Linked DNA regions of Hordeum vulgare: region 2 is linked to region 1. The links are chromatin contacts, called in public Hi-C maps. All regions are on one chromosome and are shown on one strand. Each heading gives the region's core, a stretch centred on a gene start, on an enhancer-like site or on the middle of the called end of the contact. The rest is flanking DNA. Distances are from core to core; before and after follow the strand shown.

Region 1 (3,012 bases), core at 9-2,508:
ATGTAAAACTTAGGTTTAGGGAACTGCTCAACACCCTTTGATGGGTGCGATTATCTTATATATATATATATATATATATATACAAAGTGTACATTAGAGATTACAAGTCATGTACAGAGACTACGCATATATACAGTCTAATAACGTCGAGGAAGCTTCGTTGGGAAAGTAACTACCGCCACCACAACATCGTCTGACCAAGGGTAGCACTAGACGTCGAGGAAGCTTCGTCGAGAAAGTAACTACCGCCAGCATAGCATCGTCTGACCAAGGGTAGCACTAGGCGCCGAGGAAGCTTCATTGGGAAAGTAACTGCTGCCAGCACAACATCGTGTGCCCGAGGGTGCGGTAGACACCGAGGAAGCTTCGTCGCGAAAGTAACCACTGCCAGCATAACATCGTGTGACCGAGGGAGCGGTAGACATCGAGGAAGCTTCGTCGCGAAAGTATCCGACACGAGCGCTAGACGCCGAGGAAGCTTCGTGTGGAAGGAAAATAACGCTCCCGAAAGAGGGGCGGTGGTGGGGACACGCAGAGACACACGGATCACGTGTGAGTTGACCGACGCGAGCGTCATATCGCCGGATGAAGGGGGGAATCATTTTCTAAATTGTTTTTTATGATTAATTGGCGAAAAAGATGAAAGAACTTGAGCCAATTATATGTTGTGAAAAACGGGGAGTTTGGGCATATTTTTGTACAGCTCACAAGAATGTAAAGACTAAAATGAAAACATAATAAGGTTTCTAATGTTTTTTGTAAAAGGTTTCTAAAAATAATGAAAACTTCTTTTCTGAGGGAAAAAAATAATGCAAACTTGAAGATGTGCACATAACAACGAGTCAGCTTGAAGCGAGAGCCCGTTCTGATACTGCTCGTGGAGACTGCAGGTGCGTCCGAGCACGTCGTCGGCCGAGGCACGGCGCGGAAATGCCATGCCACCGGTTCCGTTCCGCCGTGGTACCGCCAACGGACAGCCTGCGCGGCCGCGCCGCACGGTTTCTTTCTTTCTTTCCCCTTCCTTCCTTCCTTCCGCCACAAGGCTACGGGGCGGGGCAAAGCCTAAACCTGAAACTGCCCTGATAAATTAATCATCATTACCGACTGATCCGTGAATTGGCCGATTAGTCATAGGATAATCATCGTCTTCTCGTCCTCGGCCCCCGCGCCCCCCTTGAGCGGTCACCTTGGAGAGCGAGCGAGAGGGGGGAGGGGGGGGAGGCAATAAAGGCGCAAGCTTTGTTTTCTCGGGGACGGACGGGGGCCCGTAGAGAGAAGCACGAGGGAGAGGTGACTGAGGGAGGGAGGGATAAACTGCTCCCACCACCACCACCACCACCACTGCGCCCACTCTCCAGTCTCCAGTCCCTTCCTCCGTCCCGCTCCACCCGCTCCCCACTCCGCGTCCCCCCTCCGCTTCCTTCCTTTCCTTCTCCGCCTTTCCCTTTAGAGCGCCGCCGGCCTCGGATCCGGTCCGCGGCGGGGGATGATGGACTTCGACGGCGGCATTGGCGATCAGAGGTGCCTCTCCTTCGTCCTCCTCCCCCTCCCTCCTCCGTCCGGTTTCTTCATCCTCGCCGACCACCGTACGGCGCGGCCGGAGAAAAAAAAGCTTGCCGTATTTTTTTTTCGTTGAGTCGCGCGATTTGTTTCTTCTTCGGGCCTTAATCCCGTCGTCCCCCTCCACTGGTTGAGCCGCCCTAATTTCGCTTTCTCGGTACGGCGGTTACTTCTCCGTTGGTGCTAGTACCGCCCTTTTCCGTCCTCATCGTCTTCTTCATCTTTTCGTCCTCGCATGATGTTTGGGGAACCAAGCAGGGCAGGGGAAAAGACTTCCAATTCTGGGAGAGAAAAAAAGGATCATGTCTTCTTTTGACGGAGGCTTTTAGTTTCCTCTTTTGTGCCGTACCGTGGTTGGTTGCGACTAGGGATGGCTGGCCGTGTGTGCGTTGGTGCTGGTCTTGTCTTTTGCTGTTAAACCCTAGCTAGCTGCTGTTCATGGCGTCCTTCCATTTTCTCCTGCCTCTGTTTCTTTGGCCCATGCCCATGCCCATGCCAGGCTGTTTCTTACATGCGAATGCCCAAGCTTTCCTAATCCTCAAAGGTTTCCTTTTTTTTACTGCGAGTTACTCCTTGCGCTGTTAATGTTTTCTGTAAATCTTTGCGCTACAATACCGCTGTCTTGGGCTCTGAAGAACATTCTGGTGTCCGCAGGAAAAGGAAAACACTGAAATGTGCTAGTATAAGAGTTGAATTTTTCACCATCTATTCAGATGTACTTGGGACTTTTTACATGTTCAGGCTGCAGCTCTTGTTGTGTAATAAGCCTGTGCAAAGATGCATACTCTGCGCTCTACTCATTTTTATGTAAAGCTTTCACCAACTGTTTACGCCTGAGTGGCCATCATCCCTAACAATGCTCTTTGATGTGCAACTTTGTGCAGTGAGATGTGGGACTGGCAGAATCAAGAGTTCGATTTGCAGAAGGATCTGTTACCAGGTTTGCGGCACGCCTTTGCATCATTCCTACTTCCCTAAAACTGCATCCAGTTGACTGATGAGGGCTACTCTTCTGATTTTGCAGCTCCATCTACCTCCTTGTGGGCTGAAGCAAACCACAATGAGGTTGATTCTTGGAGCCTGTTCGATGAGCAAACCCCAATTAAAGAATGTACAGACATAGATTTGCCCTTCTGTGGTATAGGAGGTAAAAAAAAATGCTCTTCTGTTTACATACCATTGTTACCTCTGAATCACTCATACTGTGCTATCAGACAAGGATATCTAAGCATTTAGTGTGAAGTCACTTGTAACTTTACAGTTTACCACCCATATCTGAATTGAGATGCACTTTACTGCCACCTTACACTTGCTTACTGTTTTAGAAGTGTTCTTTGTATTTATACGTGCCCTCTAGTTGATTTATAGCTCCATGCTTCGTGGTACAGAAGTATTTGTATGCAGTCTTTGGACTGCATTTTTGTATGCAAGCAGAGCAGTAGATATAATTTA
Region 2 (2,926 bases), core at 216-2,715, 210 kb before region 1:
ATGACTGTCACATCAGTTGGAACTGGGTCATCAACTCATTGTCTTCACCGAGCTCCTCATTATGTTTCCTCAACGCTTTCATTTTCCTTAAGTATTTGTTGATGAAATTGATCGTTACTGTTTAAAGACTTTGACTGAAGTCTTTCTTAATTTCCTCACCTCAATTTCTTCAATCACCTTGTTCTTCACTTGCCTATCATGTTTACTCGCTACTCGTGTTGTGTGTATGTTTCATTTCATCATGACGACTATGCTACTGCTATGTTATGTTGACACGTGAGTACTTATTCCGCTGCAAGTGGTTCGTCACTTACAAAATTCCTCAAGTAGTAATTCCTGAGTGACAAGTTTATAAAAATTGCCTATTCACCCCTCCTCTAGTCGATATAACGCACTTTCAAGTCGCCTAGACGGGTCGCCCACGTGCGAGCCATTCGGGCATATCGGACGGCTCAGAGCGCTCTCTAGAAGCCCACGACATGACACCGTGAAATGGACGACTCAAGGCGTTGGGGTTCACGTTGTACCATTGCGCGCAGGGCAGCCCGCAAGAGGGCCATCGCGCGCGCGCCCATCGCTGCCCAATGAGGGTGGCCCCGAGAACGTCGGGTGGTCCACCCACCATGGACCCTCCACCCAGATCGCTCGAGGAGATCGGACGGCTTAGAGCCGCCCGAAGAGGCTCCAACGGCAAGCCGTCCAACGACAGACGACCAGAAGGCCCTCTTCCTCTTGAAGAGTCTTGCAAGGCGGGTACTCCAACATTTTTCATAGGAGTAATGAGTGTCACATGAAAATATCCAATACGCATAGCTAACAATCCTAGCGGACTTTGGGCATCGTGGCGGCTCTATCACTCTATAGGTAGTGCATAGAAGACTTCCTGTTGACTGTTATATTCTTTACTTTTTTTTCCTTTGAACTTAATTTGTATCCGTATTTCATTCTATTTCATTCTCCTAAGAATTTTCGCATCACAACTTCGGATCAAACGGTAACGTTGTACAATCAACTGTTTCGCCATATGATGTTTAGTGTAAATTATAAGAATTAAGTAAAATATACATTGACGGCGGTTCTAGAGAAACAAATGCTTTCAAAACAAGCAAAGAACAATCTTGGGAAGGAATAAATTCTTGTTGTAGTCCAACTTTTGGTCGAAGGGAGAAGAAATTCCAAATAGTAGCTCCCTTCCCCGAGAAGACACTAGAACAGTTTCATGCGCATACACGTTGGGTTGAGAGCGGGAGGGGATCGCCACCCCGTTCTTTTCAAAAGGAAACGGGGCCTTGACCAGGTCTGCGTGCAAAGTACGCGCAGTCCACACGGGATCCGTGTCGCGAGCAGCCCCGGCACGCCGGCCAATCCACGCGCGGCCCATAGGGTTCCCGCGCAGGGAGGATCCGGACGCCACGCCACTATTAAATCCGGCTCTGGGTGGCCGCGCTATAAACCTCCCCTGCCCCCCCGCGTCCGCCGTGCAGACTCGAGTCTTCTTCTTCTTCCCCTGCTCCTGCTCGGATCCCCCTACGGCCCTACCCCTGACCTCAGCTCCTCGGCGGCGCGGCACAGCACTGAGGAGTCGCCGGAGATGTCGGGCGTGACGGCGGACGAGGACAAGAAGCCCGCGGGCGACGGCGGAGGCGCCCACATCAACCTCAAGGTCAAGGGGCAGGTCTGATCCAATCCGTTCCCCGTCTCGTCTTCCCCTCTCCTTTTCTTTATGGAGATACTGGTTCTCGTTGTGGTTGGTGGCGGTCGGATCCTAGGATTGGGGTTGGTAGGGCTGTCGATTTAGAATCCGGATCTCTGTTTCTGCTCCGTCGCCGATGGGCTTGTTTAGATGCATGGCTCTGTAGTCTGTAGATCCATTTGCCTAGTCTGGCCGATTCGTAACCTACTTGATAGTCATGGACCTGCTGTACATGTTCTACTAATGTGTTTGTAATGCTTGAGTGATGGGTCGGAAGCATAATCGAGCAACTTTACCGACCCGTCGTCAATCTTGATGACTCGCCCGCTTGATAGTGATAAAGTTGGATTATTTAGCCACTGGTAGGGTAGGATATTCCCAAATGTGGTCAAGTGTAAGGGACCAGGGTTGCCTAGGTCCTAGACAAAACTTGTGTTGTTAGCTCTTGCTTACTTCTACTGATGTGTGCAGTCTTTTTTTTTTACTTCTTTATTTGTATTCAGAAATAAAATTCATATGTATCTGGCAAATCATAACTAGGGCAGGACCAGGAAATAAATTGGTTTTATTGCTTCATAGTGAGCCTCAGTCCCTTTTTTTCCCAGCAGGCAATATGTGTCTACTCAATGCCTAGCTATTGACACTTGTCCCTCTTTGGTTCTGCAGGATGGCAATGAGGTTTTCTTCCGCATCAAGAGATCCACACAGCTCAAGAAGCTGATGAACGCCTACTGTGACCGCCAGTCTGTGGATCTCAATTCCATTGCGTTCCTTTTTGATGGTCGTAGGCTCCGTGGTGAGCAGACCCCCGACGAGGTATGCTGCTGTTATGCCAACATTATAGAACCTTAACATTCAGTAACTCGATAGTCTGTACCATTGTTGATGTATTATATTGTTTGCAAATTGTTTTAGCTTGAGATGGAAGAAGGCGATGAGATTGATGCCATGCTGCACCAGACTGGAGGGTGCTTTCGTCGCGCTTAGAAGGATGTTGCTGCAGCCTGGCTGTTCTATGTCGTATGGTACCTTTTAGACTAGAGTAAAATGTAAGAAGTGAATGAACTTTTGAAGCCATGGTCGTGTGCCATTGCCAAGGGGGATCTAGAGGTGAAAGAACATCCTGAGTACTGTTGCTGTTATGACTGAACTATCATCCATTGCCCAATATATCCAGCCTTGTTGTTCCCAGTGATTTGCAAACTCTTTTGGCTTCTCATCATAGGGAGGCAT

The links. Hi-C and Micro-C count contacts between places; a contact is called where the count stands out from the background.
Region 2: a contact with region 1 is called in a Hi-C map of seedling, with 2.1 times the contacts expected there. The contact joins the promoter of LOC123445214 here to the promoter of LOC123445212 in region 1. A contact is called at or near these places in 2 of 6 Hi-C or Micro-C datasets (leaf and seedling).

What each region holds. Positions count from the first base shown.
Region 1 is chr3H:571,865,907-571,868,918 of MorexV3_pseudomolecules_assembly, reverse strand. It overlaps LOC123445212 (protein XRI1-like), which reads left to right and starts at 1,258. Exons shown (of 9, transcript XM_045122170.1): 1 at 1,258-1,521; 2 at 2,445-2,500; 3 at 2,585-2,707. The coding sequence starts at 1,487.
Region 2 is chr3H:572,078,081-572,081,006 of MorexV3_pseudomolecules_assembly, reverse strand. It overlaps LOC123445214 (small ubiquitin-related modifier 1-like), which reads left to right and starts at 1,465. Exons shown (of 3, transcript XM_045122172.1): 1 at 1,465-1,675; 2 at 2,360-2,509; 3 at 2,609-2,888. The coding sequence starts at 1,592. The coding sequence ends at 2,680.